2 separate regions of the Zea mays genome follow, and region 2 is linked to region 1. Evidence: chromatin contacts called from public Hi-C data. All regions are on one chromosome and are shown on one strand. The core of a region is the stretch at or near the end of the contact, and the rest is flanking DNA. Distances in the headings are between cores, read along the strand shown.

Region 1 (3,612 bases), core at 489-2,988:
TTCAATTCCATGGAATTGAGTCTCTGATTCGAAACCAAACAATAGAATTCTGGAAAATTGATTCAATTCCCAATGATGTGTTTCAATATCTACATCTAAACGGGGTATTAGGGAGTTACTAAATGATTGGTAGATGTAGAGAGAAAATTAGGTTAGATGAAAAGTTGCTAAATTTAGGAAGTTAATTTAGAGAACTATAAGAGAGTAGTTATTATGTTAACTATCTAAATTAATGATTTAGGAAATCTTTTAATAATTATTGAAGTTGCTCCAAGCATGCTCGCATACAAGAGTTGTATTGTTGGAGCGCAAGAGCGTGGTATCGTAATTAGGGCTGGAAATGGATGTCTGGAGATCCGAGTTATCCGTATTCGTATTCACTAAAACTACTAGTATGGATATCTGTATTCGTATTCGATTTCAATATGGATGTCAAATGGATGTATTCGAATTCGATTTATAGTACTTTTCTCTATCTGATTCCATATTCGTATTCGAAAAAACCATGAAACATCCGATACTATCCTATTCGTGAAAAATGTGTTTCATGAAACCATTTCAAACTTAACTTTATCATTAATCACTAATTAAAAATGATTTTAAGTTTAGTAATATACTAGAAAAATGATATATATCATTTAAAATATTTATATGATAAATAAATAAATTATCAACCTTATATTTCTAGTGATATTTAATAATAAAACTCAAAAGTTTTCATAAACATTAAATTATAACTCTCCACTTTATCTATAGAGCGAACACATCTCAACGAAGTTCGATAAACATTCTTGGTACACACATTACAATATATAGATAAATTTCTTCATTTAAGTTTTGGTACACACATTTATAGATAAATTTCTTCATGTTATCAATTAAACTCAAACATCATACTATAACTCTCCACTTTACAATATATAGATAATTTTCTTCATGTTTTCATTTAAGTTTTGGTACACACATTTATATATATGATATTCATTCATTTTAGAACAACAAATTTGTTTTGCTTGGTACATTTACTATTTTATATCGATTGTAATTTACTTGTATCTGTACAAATGTCACTTGTTAAATAACACATGTTCTTTTGTTACATGCTTCGATAGTTTAAAATATTATTTATATAGTTTTGTTGACTTGGATACGGTGGTTCACGAGAAATCTATTTTAATTTAAGTTTGTTTTGACTTTCTATTTACTATCTTTAAACTTGTACTTAAATAAAAATCCATATATGCATATGTTAAATTTTAGGGTATGATGTTTGAGTTGAATTGAGTAAATATCCGAATAAGAATTCAGATTCAACTATCTATTTTGTATTCGTAATCGAAGATATTCGAATTTGTATCCGAATTTAAACTAAAATATGGTAAACCGTGACATTCGAATTCGTATTATTGGTTCCATTTTCACCCCTAATCGTACTTGGCAAGTCGACACACAAACTTAATTTATACCTGTTTGCTTGACTTTAAATTATACATATTTCTACTGTTTTTACAGACAGTAAAAAAACTGGCTTTAATCCGGCAAGCTGCGACGCGCTCGGCAAGTCACCGTCACGGCCATCGGTCAAATGAGAACGCAACCTAGGAATAAAGACCACCAGCCGCTGCATCCTTGTCCTCTCTTTTCTTGCCATTTCTCTCTTCTTCCTTGCTGTGCACTACACAAACCAACCATAACTTCTCTTGTTCTCGTTCTCTTCCCTGCGTGAACCGCGGACCAAGAAGAAGCGGGCGTTGGGGACTTTGGGATTTGAAAGCCTACATATTATTATTTCTCTAATTCAGGCGTGGTGAGTCGCTTCTCGTCCTCGGCTGAGCGCGCGAGTTCATCATGCGATTTTCGCTGTAACTTCTGTTGAATTTAGTTTTGCCGGGCGTTGGGGTTTGAATCGGTCGGGGTGATCTGATCCGAGATGTGATGTTGCAGGTCTGTGCTGGGAGGGAAGGGATCTGTGGGGCTGCAGCCCCATCCGGGCTGAGGGTTGAAGGATCCGGCCCTTTGGTGTGCTCCCCCAATCGGGTTATTATTTCTCTAATTCGGGCGTGGTGAGTTGCTTCTCGTCCTCGGTTGAGCGCACGAGTTTATCCTGCGCGTTTCGCTGTAACTTCTCTTGGATTTTGCTCCGGGGTTTGGGGTTTGAATCGATTGGGGTGATCTGATCTGAGATGTGATGCTGCAGGTTTGTGCCGGGAGGGAAGGAATCCGTGGGGCTACAGCCCCATCCGGGCTGAGGGTTGAAGGAACCGGCCCTTTGGTGCGCTCCCCCCAATCGAGGAAAAGGGGGCAGCGGATGCTTTGTTGCCTTCGGTGAGCAATTTCACTGACTTTTGGTTACAATTTACTGGGGATTTGAGTAAATTCCTGACCCATCGCTCCAAATGATCAGACCGTCGCAGGCTCGCAGCATCCGTTACGCGATTGGGAATGGACCATCAGCAGGTCGAAATGACTGTTCTGTGACACTTTCCCCCCAATCCCATCAATCCCGGTACGCACCTCACCCGTTTCACCTATCATCTGTTTATTTTGTACCCAGTTAACTGAAGGTTTTCCAAGTTTTGTGCAGATTTGATTTTTATTTGAACACAAGATGGGATTGTAATCTCGGTTGCTGTTCTGTGCCTCTTAGGTTTTCCTCCGTCCTGGATTTGGAAGGGAGGAACTCTTGGATTTCTGTCTCCATGGCGCACGAATTGTAGTTTCCAGAATCTTACTTTGTAGATTTAGTGTAAATAATAGTGATAGCAGCTGGTGACGAATCTCGGGTTTCCTTAGTAGCTGTCACCCTGTGAATATGTCGTCGGCAGGTGTGATTGTCTTGGGGCCAGTTCCAGAAGACCCTGCCTTCCTGCCCATCTGCTTCAATGGCAGCCGGTCACAGCACTGCTCATCTGGGTCACAACTGCAGGATTCCATTCTTATTTTCCTTGCTGTGCCGGGTATGCCACCCATGCCCATGAGCGTGCTGGGATCTGAGTCTATTGCATCTGTCAAGCTGCGCATCCAGCAGTTCAAGGGCTTTGTGGCGACGAAGCAGAGGCTTGTGCTGGATGGGCATGAGCTGGCAAGAAACAACTCCCCAGTCAAGGATTATGGGCTGGCCGAGGGAAATGTTCTGCATCTTGTTATTCGACTATCAGATCTACGTGTGATTAACATTGAGACTGCAACTGGAAGGAAGTTTCAGTTTCAGGTGGACCAGAGCCGCAATGTTAAGTTTCTCAAGAATAAGCTTGAAGCAGAGGGTGATGAGGATATTGGTAATCTTGAGGATCACAAGCTTGAATATGATGGTGAGGAGCTTGAGGACAACCAGCTGATAGCTGATATTAGCAGGAGGGATGATGCTGTGATTCATTTATTCATCCGCAAACCAGCAAAGGTATGGACACAACAAGTTGATGGAGATACTTTGGTTACAGTTGTCAATCCACAGGGGAAAGGCAACCTGCAAAATGAAGCTGGCTCAGTGAACTCCGCAAACTCAGTTGGGGTTAGGCCTGCCCCTGTTGAACCAATAGTTAACCGAAAAGCAAAGCTGTCATGTGAAGTGATGAAGATGATAAATTCAACCATAGCTGGACTGGAGAAAGG
Region 2 (3,612 bases), core at 388-2,887, 170 kb after region 1:
ATCTATAGTAATAAACAAAGTACAGATTGTAACATAATGGCGTTGGAGCAATACCTATTCTTCATCTACATTACAAGAGCACAATGGTAAAAAAATAAATCTTTGTTTGGCTTGTCTTAAGAGATAAAATCAACTCGAAGAATTTGCTCAGAAGGAAAGGTTTTCTAGTGATCTGCATTGTGTTCTTTGTGACTCTAACTGCAAGGAGGCTACATTCGTTCCATCTGTTGTTTGAGTGTCCTTTCAGCTTGGAATGCTGGCAGTATGTCGGTATTCAGTGGAATCTTGAGCTAGATTTCTTTCTAATGTTCGAAAATGCGAAGAGCGCTTTTGCCCGACGCCTCTTCATAAAAATTGTGGCTTTTGTGACTTGGACCATCTGGAAGCAAAGAAATGATTTCATCTTTAAAAATATGGTCCCTTCGTTTTCTACATGGATGATTTGTTTCAATGACACGTTGGAGCTTCAGATGTTTGGATTTAGCCCTACCCTTAATTTTTGAGTATCCTCTTCTTTCTCTTTCTTAATTTTTTAGTATCCTCTTCTTTCTCTTTCTCTTTTTTCTATCCAGCTCGTTCGGTTCCTTTGTTTCATCTTGTTATATTTTATGCAATAAATAAAGCTGTGCCGCAGGTTTCCTCTACATCCTTTTTCTTTTCAAAAAAACGTCACAGACTATCCAAGTAATTTCTTCACAAAACTACCAAAGGTAGCATGCAGTGGCATAGGCAAATAAATTTCTTCTAAATTGTATAAAACACAATAGTGGCTTGCTCTAAATTTCATCAATCATCAATACTGTGATTCGTTTTAGATCTTGTGCCATCAACGCGGCCATATCGGCCAGTGTTGAGGGGTCAAACCGGGGATCGATATCCTAGGCTGCAGTTGATTGTGGGCTAACTAGGCAATGAGCTGTAAGTATATGCTACGTAACGTACATATTTTTGTCGTTCTTGCCAAAATCAAGCCTCAGCTTAAATTCGTTTCTAGCAGTACTTTTGATTGATATAATAAGTTCTAACGATTTTGCGTATGTGTATGTTGAAGATTTGTTTGATTTTGTTGCCACATGCTTGTCCGAAACTAGTTGCAGCACCTGAAATCTGATGCAAATTCAAGTGCCATATAAATGACGGATAAAATTAAGGACACCAGGAAATATATGATTGGCTCAAAAACTGAATGTAACGCTGTCAGTTATCGCTTCTCAGAGCAAAGCAAGTACAATAATATGCTGTAAAATAACTAATTGTTGAGGTAAAAGAGAGATAAAAAGAAAGAGAAGAGAGAGATAAAGCTGTAAAAACTAATACTACATATTAGAAAAAATATTATATACACCCAGGATGTAAAACCACTACTTTGCAGCTTTTCATATCCACACCAATAGAAAAAAAATTAGGCTTGCTAGTAAAATCTCACATGTTCATGTTGCTACGTCTTTCCACTGATGGTGGCATGGTGCTACTTTTTTTTTTCAGTGCGCTGAAAATGATAGAAGCAGGAAGGGAGAGGATGCGAAATTGGCATTGTAATTCGGTCTCTTGCTACCTCCAAGCGAGAAGATAATTACAGGTCGCGTCTCGTAGCGTCCACCCACGCCGACGCCGGACTGTGCGCATTCTTCGGGAACGGGACAGAGGAGAGAGGCGAGCGAGCAACGAGACGCTGCGCTGACCGCCCGCCCCGCCCGCGCCCATTCCTCCTCCCACTCCATCCTCCTCCTCCGCAGCCCGCGCTTCGCCGCTCGCGCCTCCTTCCCATCCTCTTCTTTTCACCGCCACCCCTCTTCGCTCTTTCGGAGCCACCGTGAGTGCGCCGCGGCTTCATCTTGCTGATCGTGTCCGTGGCTTCTTGATACTCCGTGACTGTCTCCGTCCGTGCGTGCGCTGGCTTGATCCTGGCGGTTCTTGTTCTTGCCTGCATTCCACTCGTTCGCTTCCTCGCGATAATATCTGCTTCGTCTTTTTTTTTTCCTTCTGGTTTCTTCTGGTATGTGTAGGAAGCGAGTGAGCAAGCCGACCAACAGCGGCTGAGATTCGCTGCAACGTCGGTATCAAAAGGTGTCCGAGCGGTTGAGATTCGCGTGCCATGTCCGGATTCAGTGCCGCGGCCAACGCAGCGGCGGCTGAGCGGTGCGCGCTCGCGTTCCGCGCACGGCCCGCGGCCTCCTCGCCAGCGAAGCGGCAGCAGCAGCCGCAGCCAGCGTCCCTCCGACGCAGCGGGGGCCAGCGCCGCCCCACGACGCTCTCCGCCTCTAGCCGCGGCCCCGTCGTGCCGCGCGCCGTCGCCACGTCCGCGGACCGCGCGTCCCCCGACGTAAGCACCTCATGCCTGCTCTATCTTTCGCCGCTGGGCCATCATCAGCTGATGTTCTCCCACTGTTTGGCAATTTGCCTGCTTCATTTTCATGTCTTTCCGTTGCTCTTGTCGCAGCTTATCGGAAAGTTCACGCTGGATTCCAACTCCGAGCTCCAGGTGCGACCGCTGGATACCAGGTTCATTCACCCATCTGCTACGATTTTATCTCTATAACACTATTGGTGCATTGTGTGGGAACAGGTCGCAGTGAACCCAGCGCCGCAGGGTTTGGTGTCAGAGATTAGCCTGGAGGTGACCAACACAAGCGGTTCCCTGATTTTGCATTGGGGAGCCCTTCGCCCGGACAAGAGGTGTGAGGCACTGCTTCTCTTGCCGCTTTTGATGATAAAACATGTCTCAAACATGCTCGTATGCCATTTGCTGCCGTCGAAGCTTCTCTTCCCGCTTTTGCACTCAGTCACACATGCTCTTATGCCATTTGCTGCACTTCCTTTTAGATTGAATTTGATGTACTTGAGCTACTTGGCTGCAGAGATTGGATCCTCCCGTCCAGAAAACCTGATGGAACGACAGTGTACAAGAACAGGGCTCTCAGGACACCTTTTGTAAAGGTCAGTCGTCTTGCATCAAGGATCTTTGTGCCACCACGGAACAGTAGTTACTAATGTCCATAACTGTGCAGTCAGGTGATAACTCCACTCTAAGGATTGAGATAGATGATCCTGGGGTGCACGCCATTGAGTTCCTCATCTTTGACGAGACACAGAACAAATGGTAATGCTGCTGTTTGGATTACTTTGCAGCACTGTTTGTTTATTTGAATGAACAAGATATCAACCATCTGAACTCTACTTTGGACAGGTTTAAAAACAATGGCCAGAATTTTCAGGTTCAGTTCCAGTCGAGCCGCCATCAGGGTACTGGTGCATCTGGTGCCTCCTCTTCTGCTACTTCTACCTTGGTGCCAGAGGATCTTGTGCAGATCCAAGCTTACCTTCGGTGGGAAAGAAGGGGAAAGCAGTCATACACACCAGAGCAAGAAAAGGCAAGCTTTTAGTACTAAACATTCCATCGTCCATCTTAATGGAAGTTGATGCACTAAGTTATTAGTAAACTAAAAGTAGGTAGCGGTTGCATTTTTCTCCAGGAGGAGTATGAAGCTGCACGAGCTGAGTTAATAGAGGAAGTAAACAGAGGTGTTTCTTTAGAGAAGCTTCGAGCTAAATTGACAAAAGCACCTGAAGCACCTGAGTCGGATGAAAGTAAATCTTCTGCATCTCGAATGC

Evidence for each region. Hi-C and Micro-C count contacts between places; a contact is called where the count stands out from the background.
Region 2: a contact with region 1 is called in a Hi-C map of leaf, with 6 times the contacts expected there. The contact joins the promoter of LOC100381411 here to the promoter of LOC100274207 in region 1. A contact is called at or near these places in 3 of 25 Hi-C or Micro-C datasets (ear and leaf).

The regions. Positions count from the first base shown.
Region 1 is chr6:117,765,508-117,769,119 of Zm-B73-REFERENCE-NAM-5.0, forward strand. LOC100274207 reads left to right here and starts at 1,739. Exons shown (of 6, transcript NM_001360561.1): 1 at 1,739-1,807; 2 at 1,945-2,067; 3 at 2,198-2,325; 4 at 2,405-2,506; 5 at 2,648-3,612. The coding sequence starts at 2,813.
Region 2 is chr6:117,940,409-117,944,020 of Zm-B73-REFERENCE-NAM-5.0, forward strand. LOC100381411 (Alpha-glucan water dikinase 1 chloroplastic) reads left to right here and starts at 1,638. Exons shown (of 33, transcript NM_001361424.1): 1 at 1,638-1,884; 2 at 2,007-2,323; 3 at 2,441-2,482; 4 at 2,567-2,676; 5 at 2,859-2,937; 6 at 3,009-3,100; 7 at 3,188-3,371; 8 at 3,474-3,612. The coding sequence starts at 2,096.